Linked DNA regions of Mus musculus: regions 1 and 3 are each linked to region 2. The links are chromatin contacts, called in public Hi-C and HiChIP or PLAC-seq maps. All regions are on one chromosome and are shown on one strand. Each heading gives the region's core, a stretch centred on a gene start, on an enhancer-like site or on the middle of the called end of the contact. The rest is flanking DNA. Distances are from core to core; before and after follow the strand shown.

What was found. Hi-C and Micro-C count contacts between places; a contact is called where the count stands out from the background. HiChIP or PLAC-seq counts read pairs in DNA pulled down with a chosen protein or histone mark.
Region 1: a contact with region 2 is called in an H3K27ac HiChIP or PLAC-seq map of microglia, with 9 times the contacts expected there. The contact joins two enhancer-like sites. A contact is called at or near these places in 1 of 39 promoter capture datasets (stem cell-derived epiblast-like cells), 3 of 15 datasets of contacts at CTCF or cohesin (the NIH/3T3 cell line, large pre-B cells and pro-B cells), 3 of 484 Hi-C or Micro-C datasets (bone marrow-derived macrophages, cerebral cortex and cochlea) and 13 of 115 datasets of contacts at active chromatin or transcription factors (bone marrow-derived macrophages, differentiating embryonic stem cells, embryonic basal ganglia and 9 more).
Region 3: a contact with region 2 is called in a Hi-C map of bone marrow-derived macrophages, with 3 times the contacts expected there. The contact joins two enhancer-like sites. A contact is called at or near these places in 3 of 484 Hi-C or Micro-C datasets (bone marrow-derived macrophages and nephron progenitors) and 1 of 115 datasets of contacts at active chromatin or transcription factors (bone marrow-derived macrophages).

The regions. Positions count from the first base shown.
Region 1 is chr13:45,412,689-45,416,475 of GRCm38.p6, reverse strand. No RefSeq gene overlaps it. Among named protein-coding and RNA genes, the nearest start is that of Mylip, 25 kb to the right of the region's middle. Within about 2 kb of position 2,470, at least 25 of the 459 cell types and tissues checked have an H3K27ac peak or open chromatin away from gene starts, as enhancers often do.
Region 2 is chr13:45,029,659-45,033,419 of GRCm38.p6, reverse strand. No RefSeq gene overlaps it. Among named protein-coding and RNA genes, the nearest start is that of Gm23104, 5.2 kb to the right of the region's middle. Within about 2 kb of position 1,984, at least 60 of the 459 cell types and tissues checked have an H3K27ac peak or open chromatin away from gene starts, as enhancers often do. A contact at or near this core is called in bone marrow-derived macrophages, where this site is marked.
Region 3 is chr13:45,310,452-45,314,242 of GRCm38.p6, reverse strand. No RefSeq gene overlaps it. Among named protein-coding and RNA genes, the nearest start is that of Gm34466, 45 kb to the right of the region's middle. Within about 2 kb of position 2,537, at least 3 of the 459 cell types and tissues checked have an H3K27ac peak or open chromatin away from gene starts, as enhancers often do. A contact at or near this core is called in bone marrow-derived macrophages, where this site is marked.

The DNA of each region.
Region 1 (3,787 bases), core at 1,221-3,720, 380 kb before region 2:
TCAATGTTTGTGCTCAAACTCTGCTTAGGATCTTTTCTACAGTAGCAAAACAGTATGGGCGTGATGTGCATGCCTGTAAAACCAGTGCTTAAGAGGACTGGGAGTTTCAAGCCAGCCTGGGATCTTGTCTCCATGAGATCTTGTCTCAAAAACACAAAATAAAAGGAACCACCACCACACAATAAACTGTGAGATTATGCAATATATGTACATACATATATACAGACACACATATATATCATGTATATGATATATGTGTGGAATCCAGGTTGAAATAAAAATCTTAAGGTGGAGGGGGACTGTCTGGGGAAAAGAAAGAGCACTCAGGGAAGAGGAAGAGGGAAGATGAGAGAGAAGTAGGAAGGAAGAGACACGAATGTGATCAAGTTACATTCCACACGTGTGTGAAAAATGTCACAGCCAGACTGGTCATTAATTAGCAACTAATATATGCTGGCGCAGTTTATTGGAAACAGACACTGCCAGTCAGTCCTCTTGGTTTCTTCGGTGCTGTAAACCCACACGCATCCTTTACAGCCCCTTGTGCAGCAACAGTAAGTACAGCACACTTTATCTCAGTGCCTGGGTTCAGGAAGCGCCGCAAACTCTGTCTTATTCTATGCAGTATTTCTTTCCCAAGCTGTTTGTGGAAATTTGGCCAGGTTTTATCTACATTCCTCATTCTCAGTGGATGGTAAGGAGACAAGCTCCCAGAATGAACTAGTCTTGGCTTTGAGTCCCTCGTCCTGTGACAGGATAATAATAAGACCGCTGTGCTAGGAGGTGGGGAAACACAATTTGCTTTCTACATATTTCTGAAACCCTCAGGAAAAGGAGGCAAGGGTTTTTCATCAAGTGTTGTCAAGTGGATCATTAGCCAGCCAGCCCTGAGTGTCATCAGCCCATTGGGCTTCAAAGGTCCTGGAAATCCCTGTTTATCTCTCTCTCTTTGCTGACCCATGTGCTCCCATCCAAACCACAGAGCCAGAACACTGCTGGGCCTATGGTGGGGTTTCATAGGCTTGGCTCTATGCTCCAGTATGTCAGCTAAGGTGAAAACAGATTCAATGTGATCACACTGGGAGGAGGGATAAAGAAAGGGGCCTGGAGACCCTAAGGGCACCTTTGGGGTAATTGTTAAGTTTCAGACCCAGGACAAGTGGCTGAGGTGCCTACTTAACCTTTCAAATTGGATCAGGCCTCCAGGTTCTCCCAGTATCCCTCAGTTCCTACCTGTTACAGCATATGGCTGACATACCCCGTCCTCTACCATGAACTTTCAAGCCCAGGGGCTAGGCTGTTCTTCCCCCAGAGGCTCTTCCTTACATAATCCAGACATTTTGGTTACCTGCCCCTTCTTTTCTTCTGCACCTTTGGCCTCCTGGCTGATGTACCGGGCTCCATTCCACTCTCTCCCTTCCCCTCCCCCTCTCACCAGGAGGTTCAGGGTCACAACCACTCTGGACTCTCCCAGATGTGTCAGCCTCTGGCTATGCTCTCCCACATCTCTATAATAAACTTTCTCCTTCACCATACTGAGGAACTGTCATGTCTTTCTCCTTCCTCCCTTCCTCCCTCCCTCCCTCCCTCCCTCCCTCCCTCCCTCCCTCCCTCCCTTCCTTCCTTCCTTCCTTCTTTCTTTTCCCCCCTCACTACTGGCATAAGCTTTGGATTTAAATAGAGGAGGAACCGAGGCAGGAAAACAGGGGTGTGCATAATCAAACATCCAATCAGTTGGTCTCTGTCTTATTCTAGTGAAGGGTTTTGAAGAAGTCCTTCCTTATGGCTGTCATGACTTAAAGGCATCAAATGGCCCCCACACGATCATTCTAGGGTACAGCCTGACTTTCATGGGTAATTATTCTCATCTTTGGGCGTGGCCTCTCTGTCTGGTGGTCTTCTGCTGTGCTGGGAATCCAAGATGACTTCTGGAGGTCAGATTAAGGACATTGATTTCTGTCTCTGTCTCTTTAGCCTGGAGACAGGGACCAAAAGAAGGCAGAGGTGCTCGGCTTTCATTTTTTAGTTATCTTGAAGGCCCAAGGGGAAAAACCAAAAACAAATGTTTGCTTTTTAACAAAACAACTTCCAAGAGCACGTTTTAGCCCCGCCTCCTCTGGGGGTACCAGCTGCTTCTTTGGTCACTTTCACATCTTTAACACAAAGGGCTTCTTTCTTTCTCAACCCGGGAAGTCCCAACCCCGGAAGTCCCGACCCCGGAAGTCTGACTCTGGCTTCTAACCAGTTCCAGGTGATTCTAAGTAGGGCCTCTGTTAGCTTTCCAGGATCCAAACAAAGCAAATTCCTTTCTGTTCCTGAGGATCCCTCCTACTGTGGTTTGGATGTAAAAAGTTCCCTTAGGTTCATATATCTGAACACTTCGTCCTCGGCCGGTGGGGCTGGCTTGAAGGACTGTGAAATCTTAAGGGAGAAAAGTCCTGCTAAAAAGAGTGGGTCTCTGAGGTTTCATAGCCTAGCCCACTTCCTGTCCAATGTCTGCTCTCTGCTGGCAGGCTCAGCACGACCAGCAACCTCATGTGCCTGCTACCATGTTTCCCTCTCCTTGATGGAGTAGATGCATCTCCTCTTAGAGTGTGTGTCCAAATAAATCCTTCTTTTCCCAGGTTGCTTCTTGACACAGGTATCTGGTCATAGCAACAAGTCACTAACCCCTTCCCCCTATGGATTCTCCTTTCAGTTGTTTTCAATCTTTATGACACGCCTCATCAAGTCTTTTCATTTGTCTTACCCTTTTTAAAAAAATCTTATTCTTTGATCATTGTGTGCACGCATGGTATGTCTGTGTGTGTACATGCCACGGGGAGCATGTGGAGGTCAGAGGACAACTTTACTGATTTCTCTCCATCCACCTTAAAAAAAAAGTATGTGTATGACTATTTTGCCTGCATGTATGTCTGTGTCTCACATGCATGTCTGGTGCATGTAGAGGCCAGAAGAGGGCATCAGATCCCCTGGAAATGGGGGATCCAATTGGTTGTAAACCACCATGTGGGTACAGGGAATCTGACCAAGGTCCTCTGCAAGAGCAGCCAGGGCTCTTAACGGCTGAGCCATCTCTCCATCCATCTTCCACTTTGTCAGTCTTTGCCTACTGAGCCATCTCTCTGGCCCACTTTCCTTGTTTTCTTCATGTCAAGACATAATCAAAACTGAGTTGTCTCTCTGCTCTCCTCTGTCTCATGTGTTAGTTGTTGTACAAGCTTTCCTGTCTTGCCAGTTCCTGCCTCTGAAGGCAGTAGAGAGTACCAAAGTCAAACCTGGAATTGAAGGTTCCCCTCACTGTTTCCCCATGCCACATATTCCTTCAGAGCCTAATTTCTTATCAGTGCATTGATATGTGAGCCTGGGCAAGACCCACTGGCTGGCTGCATTGTAGCCTTGACAGGGGCCATACGGCTTTTCCCCCATCTACAGAATACAAGTCTTGCTCAAAGGTCCTACTGAAGCATGTTTACCCTGGACCCTAAGCAGAGGTAGTCAGTATCTCCTATGCTCAGCAGTGTGTCGTCCCTTATGCTTCTAGAAAGCCAAGTAATACATGGGTTTTCATGCTGGTTGCTAAGCTTAAGTCCCTGGCCCATGGAGTACAAGCAATGTTATTTGTTGACCTGTCACTCACCCACCCATTCATCCTGGTTATCATTCTGAGACAGTCATGTACACAAACCTGAACATCACTGAACTTCCATACGGAAGCACCCATGCGTGTCACAGGCACTACACAGACACTGTAAATCCCAAAGACACCCAATACTCTGCTGCTGCT
Region 2 (3,761 bases), core at 735-3,234:
TGATCTGCAGGCTCAGCCCATAAATGACGGAGGTTTTTTAAGAGGTGGGAATTTAAGGGGCGGGAACTAGTTAGAAAAATAGTCAGGGTAGGGGGTTAGGTCTCTGGTAGTGTGTGTGTCTGTGTGTGTCTGTGTGTGTCTGTGTGTGTGTGTGTGTGTGTGTGTGTGTGTGTGTGAGAGAGAGAGACCTTCCTATGTTGATCAAGCTGGATTGGAACTTGCTGACATCTGCTTGCTTCTGCCTTCCAAGTACTGGACTAAAAGTATGACCGGCCACGCACAATCCACGCATACTCTTACTAGCTGCCTCTGTGATGTAAACAGCCGCCCTCTACTCCTGGTACATGATGTTCTGCTTAAGTCTTTGGTGCTGTGATGGAGACCAGTAAGTACGGACTGCACCCTATGAAACCATGAGCCAGAATACATCCTCCTCCTTTATTCCCAAAAGGTATTTGGCTAGCACGATGATAAAGTAACTAACAGAGCAGGAAACTCTTTCTCCCCCGACCCCCTTCCATCCTGAAACAGATCTCAAGTCCTTCATTTGATAGGCGTTCTTCCTACACTGGAGGTAAAGGAGCACCCTTCTCTCCAAAGCTCCAGGGCCACTGAGAAGTGTCTGAGTTCTCCCAGCCTATCAGCCTCAGATCACATCCTTTTGAGCAATCATACCTCTACATAAGTGCCTACAAGATTACAGTATCTCAGTGATGGGGCGTGGCCCAATGGATAAAGTAATTAGTGAGCAAGCCTGAGGGTCTGAGGTCAGATCTCTTGCACCTATATCTCACCCAGAGGCAGACAAGAGGAAATCGGGGGCTCGCTGGTCAGCTAATCTGGGCTAAACAGCAAGTTCCAGGTTGGTGAAGAGATCTTGTCTCAAAAAAGTAAAATGGAGCAGGATAGAAGAAGATACTCAGAGATGCCTTCACAGAGAGAGACAGAGACACAGAGAGACAGAAAGAGACAGAGACAGACACACACACAGAGACAGAGAGAGGCACACACACACACACACACACACACAGATAAAAACAACTTCTCTCATTCTTTGGGCCTTTGTTTCTGGTCTCCCAGGTCACACACACACACACACACACAAAATCAATTTGTTATACTGTTCTCTTGTTAATCTGTTGTAAGTCTCCAATCGAAATCTAGTGATGGGAGGAGAGAGAAATCTCTTCCTCCACAACTGTCTACTGGGGTCGGGAAAAGTATGCATGTCCTGTGCAATATTTTGGGTGTGACTAAAGGGTATTTGCTCTTTGCCGGGAATCTAAATGTAAGTGGGCATCCTGCCCCTCATCTGCCAGGCCTCTTCTGAGGAATGTGATAACACCGGTTGATACTAGCACACTAACTGTCAACAGCCCTGAAGGGAGATTAGCCATTTTGTGGCATTTTCTCCTCTGTCAGGGGTTCACTCCGTGACTTTGAACTTTAACAGCTGTGGCTTTCTTGTTTTTAAAAAAACGAGGACCATAAAGACTTCCTCAAAAGTGTTAAGTCCTTTAAGGGGACGTAGTGTATGCACTGAGGGAGGCTGAGAGCTGAGCGGGGAGCGGTGTCAGCAGACTGAGGACAGCTTGGGTTACAGGATGTCAAGCCAGCCTGGGCTGTAGAATAAGACTTTTTCTCAAAAACAGAAAAAGAAAAAAAAGAAAAAGAAAACAGAAAAAAAAAGTTAAATAGCCTCATTTATTATAGCAGAATAGCTTGCATATAGGCATGATAGGCCAAGAAATAACACAATTCACACATCAGTTCTAGATGCGGATGAACCTCAAGAAACCCTAAAAACCCAAGCAACCAGTCTTCCCCAGTATCTGCCTCTGAAATGCAGAGCCGAGAATCTTGCTTCCTAGGAGAAGGCGTTTAGCCCAAACGTGTCAGAGTTCTATTTTAGAACTCCAGAGTCGGTATCAGGTCTGTCAGATGGAGTTTCCATCTCTTGCTCTCCCTGAAGAAACTGACTCACAGCAGGAAACGTTCCCGTGGAGGTCCTGATGGGGGTCACTCAACCTTGTCCCTAGCCCGCGGCTGTTTATCCTTTTTAGTTCCGTGTTCAGAAAAGTACACTGTCACTAGAAAACTTTAACATACAATTTTTTTTCTTTGACTTTATATTCTTTGTAGCCATGATAAATTCAGATGACCGAATTGAATCCCAAAAATGTAAACCTCCCGGATGTCTGCAGCAGGCCAGTGTCTTGAGGAAGACAGCAGCGTGCCCTTTCCTCTCTCAACCTCTCAAATGATGAATTCTTTCCCCCAGCTTCATGTGAGGAACAGTAGCAACAGCCAGAAGCCAGCAGCTGGTGACGGCAGCGTCCTTGGCAGCTGATGTGAGCTGCAGCGCCCCCTGCAGGCCCTCAGAGACGCAACGCGGTGTCAAGATCGCATCCTGGCTACCAGCTCTCAGGCTGCTGAGGTCTGCCCTCTGCTGACGATAGAGACTAACTACACTTTTTAAAACAACTTGTCTTTCTCAGTGCAAGGGACCCCATTCAGATAAGGTGCCCTTTACGCGTGGGTGGGAGACCAAGTCTCTACTTTGGATTTCTGCAATCTAAATTCATGGACCCCTCGGTATCACAAAAACAAAAACAATACACACAAATGAACCTACGTTCAAGTCTTGTCTCTTATGATTTTTTTTGGTCCAATTTTGAGATTTATGAAATGATGAGAGCAAATGGGAATTTTCACAAGATTGGAATTGCATGGTGGAGAGAGAGAAATGGATCGTCAAAAACAGCCGTAAGGTTAAACAGGTGTGAATGCGGGATAAATAGGTGTTCGGCGTTGTTCTCAGTGCAGAAACACTGTGCACTGGCTGGGTTTTGTGTGCCAAATTGACACAAGCTGGAGTTATCACAGAGAAAGGAGCCTCCCTTGAGGAAATGCCTCCATGAAATCCAGCTGAAAGGCATTTTCTCAATTAGTGATCAAGGAGGGAGGGCCCAGCCCATTGTGGGTGGTGCCATCCCTGGGCTGGTAGTCCTGTGTTCTATAAGAAAGCAAGCTGAGCAAGCCAGGGGAAGCAAGCCAGTAAGCAGCACCCCTCCATGGCCTCTGCATCAGCTCCTGCCTCCAGGTTCCTGTCCTGTGTGAGTTCCTGTGCTGACTTCCTTTGGTGATGAACAGCCATGTGGAAGTATAAGCTGAATAAACCCTTTCCTCCCCAACTTGCTTCTTGGTCATAATGTTTTGTGCAGGAATACAAACCCTGACTAAGAAACACTGCTCTATATTAACAGTTCTGTGATCCCAAGTTGAGGGTAAAAATGATGTTCAAGCAACCAGATCATTTAAACTATCCTGAGCTGTCTCAGAGTTCCAGGAAAACTTTTCAAAATATATCTCATGATGATGAGGACACAGAGAAACTGAAATCTGATACTTTCCTAATGAGATTATGAAACATTGCAAGTGCTGTGGAAATCAGTTTGGCATTACTTCCAAACATTTGATATAGAACCACTATATGCTTGAGCATTCTACTCTTATGTACATCCACCCCCACCCTCCACAAAGAAATGAAAAACGGGTCCATATACAAAAGCCTGAACATGAATAGTAGACAAAACAGCCACAAGATAACAATCCAAAGGCATAAGAAACAAGGATGTTGGTGGCTGGAGAGATGGCTCAGTGGTTAAGAGGATGGACTGCTCTTCCAAAGGTCTTGAGTTCAATTCCTAGCAACCACATGGTGGCTTTATTTATTTGTTTTTATGTATATATGCACACTG
Region 3 (3,791 bases), core at 1,288-3,787, 280 kb before region 2:
TTCTTTAATTTGGGGGATTATTTTAAAAGATGTCCCCTAGAATTTAAGAAAGTAACCAGTGTGTGGTACTGTTTCTCCTGTGGCTGTAGTTCATAAATACAGAGACAAGTGTGAACGAGAGTGGCCTCTCCCCGTCTCACCCAGGGAAACGTAAAGATTTTGCTTTCATAATCATCAAATACCCGAGTGCTGTCCTGGTCCCTCAGCTCGATGGGAAGGAATTCATAAAGTCAGAAGAGCTGTGAATTGTTGCCCTGGGGAGGAGCCTCCAGCAAGAGTAGTTCTCAGGAAAAACTTCATCCGGCAGCCTTACCACCCCTCAATGGGACAGCTGTGAGTCACACTCCTGTCTCTCACCTGGCTCCAGGTGACACATGGCTTTTTGTGCAAGACCAGAAATCTTTCCCCGTTTTATATAATTAGTTTTTAAAGTATTTTCATGTTTTATTCTCATAAAATTATGATTTCACACCTTTGACAGATGTGGAATTTTGTAGTGTAGGCTATCACAAGCATATAGTAGTAACTTATCGGGTAGTTATTTGAGTATATTGACATCATTTGTTAAGTGACTTTATTGCTTCTTTACTGATCTGACTTGTCACTGTAATGAGAGGATGCATTCTTGGATGGACTCTAACCTACTTCTCTACTGTCTAATTTTCTGCTGATGTGTTTATTCAGGTGACACTGCTGGATTCTTTTAATTACTTTACCTTTATAAAATGTGGAACATCTTGGCTGTTCCCCATCCAAATCCCCAAAGCAGCTGTGTGAGTGTGTGTGTGCGCACGCGCGTGTGTGTGTATGTGTGTATGTGTGTGTGTATGTGTATGTGTGTGTGTGAGTGTTTGTGAGTGTGTGTGTGTGTGTGTGAGTGTGTGTGTGTGTGTGTGTGAGTGTGTGTGTGTATGTGTGTGAGTGTGTATGAGTGTGTGTGTGTGTATGTGTGTGTATTTGAATCAGGAAGAATTTTTTTCATCTCCTTTCTTTTATTTTGATTTTGATTTGGCATAACTCAAATATGGTAGGCCCATCTCTTTTGGAAAAGAATTATGAACCGAGTTAAGTAGAATAAGAACAAATTATTTCCTTCTTATATCCCATACATTCTTTCCAAACCCTCCCAAAACTTCCATATTTTTATAAACAAGTGAATGTGGGCTGGAGACATGGTTACATGGTTTAGTGGTTAAGAGCACTTGTGGGTCTTCCTGAGGATTCAGGCTTAGATCCCATATCTGGAGGCTTACAGCTACCTGTATCTCTATCTCCGGGTATCCAATACCCTTTTTTGGTCTTTTTAGGAATCCAACACGCACACACACACATATAGACACACACACTTTTTAAAAACCCTACAAAACCATTTGGACATGGAAGACCATTATAATATAGGAACTATTAATTCTGCTAATTACCAGCTCATTAGTAATTTTCTCTGATAATAGTCACTACTATTGAATAGGTACAACAGTAATGACTTCTATGATAGCGTGAAGTTCAATGAGGATGAGGTAGCCTTTATTAAATTGGCACAGAATCTGTGAGAAGAGGGCATTTACAGCCTCAAATTTTTTATTTCTTCAAATATTCATGTTCTTTGTAGATTTGCAATGCTCTCTCATACTCTCTACTCTGGGTCCATCCAGGGCACTTACTTTGAGACAGGATTGCCAAGCAACTAACACTGGCCTTCTGCCTTCTGCACACCATGAAAATGTGCCCACGCTAGCTGGCTGGAAGATGAAAATGTAGATCTCAGTTAACCGTGACCACCCCAGCAGACAGCTGACAAACAGTGAACCTCCGGACTGAAGGCTGGGCCAGGCATAAAGAACCCATATGCATCCATCACTAATCTTCAGACCACTGCACTAAATGTCAATGTTTTACTTAGGTGACTGAGTTATGGAGGAGAATGCTCCAGCATTATCACGTCAGTAACTTATACAGAACTTGCCACATAGGAGACATTTGGAAATTGTTTACTGCAGGCATTTGATGATCCAAATCGGTTTTTATTTAAATAAGAGACAGTTGCCCATCTATCAACTCTTCCCTTTCTTTGAGTTTTTACTTGGAGGTGTCTAATGTAGGTATTACATGAATGTGTGTATTTTTCAATTTGCCGCATTTCAAATGGCAACTGAAACATACTGTTTCTAGTCTCCTTAATAGAAAAGAATATCAGCCACACTTAGCCTCCTTTTAGCATTTTACTTGGGTCTCAGAGGAGATATGAAAGAAATAGGAGACAGAGTTCTCTTTCTGATACACATACCTAAGTGATAAGAATTCACTTCAAGGACCTGTAGCAGACAGGTAAGAGGCAGCTGGGGGATTCAGAGAGTTGGAGTCACATAGCTTTTGGTCTGTGATGTTTGAATATGGTATTAAGGGTTTCATATGGGATAAAATGTAATTATAGACAAAATGCCTGGTTGATGTGTTTCTCTCCTCAGCTTGTGGTTAGGTTATGAAAGGGAAGGGTGACCCAGAATGACTTGAATCATGATGCTTCACTTCCTAGTGTGGCCAACAGTTTCGTGGTCACTTGGGAGGCAGCAGAAGTGTTATAGAAAGTACTTATGATGCTGTACACTGGAAGGTCGGGAAGCTGGAAACAACACAGTCATGCCCAGCTTAATTCAGTAGTTGAGGACTCTCTGGAAGGCTCTCTTTTACTTTTCTACTTAAATCAAAGAAAAAGCCATACTGTTGGGTTGTACCCAGCAGTAGATGCAGAATATAAGCTTTCCATTGGACTGAGGCAGAGAGGAGGTCAGTCCCTGTCTGTTGTTTTTGTTTTGCTTTGTTTGTCAATGGAGCTGTTAGCTTAAGTTCTGGGGTGGTTTTCTAGTCTGAGCTTCTACAGACTGGAATGGATTGCAGTTCCTGGTGGAAATAGTCTCAGCACCATTCTGTCAGCTGTTATTTCTCAAAAGAATATGTTTGTTTATAAGCAAAACCAGCATTGAGATCTGGTAGTCAATGAGTTAGATAGGAGGTAACCAAGGAAAACTATGCTCAAATTTTGGCATCTTTGTCTCCCAATCACACAGGGAATTTAGACATGAGGGAGCCAAAGAAACCACCACTGTATCTTGGTAGCTGTGTATCCCGATGGTCTGAATGTTCATTAGTGACAGAAGCTGAGGTATGTTTGTCACACTCTATCAGAAACCCAAATACCAGCACACTTTTCCAATGTCCAAATGTATGCACCAACGGAAGGGCTGCAGGTGCCAGCGACTGTGTCTTCATTACGTTGTAATTTGTGTGGGCCTGGGAAGTGACACAGTAGGCGAAAGGAGGCACTTGTCGCCAAGCCTGATGACCTGAGGTCTATCTTTGAGCGCACATGGTGGAAGGAGACAAATCACTCATACATGTTTTCCTATGACTTCCACACATGGGCTGTGACACACAAACCCCCACACATAGATTTACACACACACAAAACTTTTTAAAATATAATGAAAATATCATTCGTGTTATGGTTTGAGTCCCACCCTTTGTGAACTTTTCAAGATCATGAGAAGATCCAATTCATAGTGACTTTCTAAGGAGAACAAAAGTCACCTTATCCCCATGAATGACAACCACCTTATAAATATTGATTAAAAACATAAAACTAACAATAGAGAACCCAATAAGCTGCTACTTGTCCAGGGGTCAGCTGCCTGCTCCTCCCTCTCTCTCTCTCTCTGTCTCTGTGTGTGTGTGTCTCTCTCTGTCTCTCTGTCTGTATGTCTGTCTGTCTCTCTCTCTCCCGTCTTCCCTTCCTC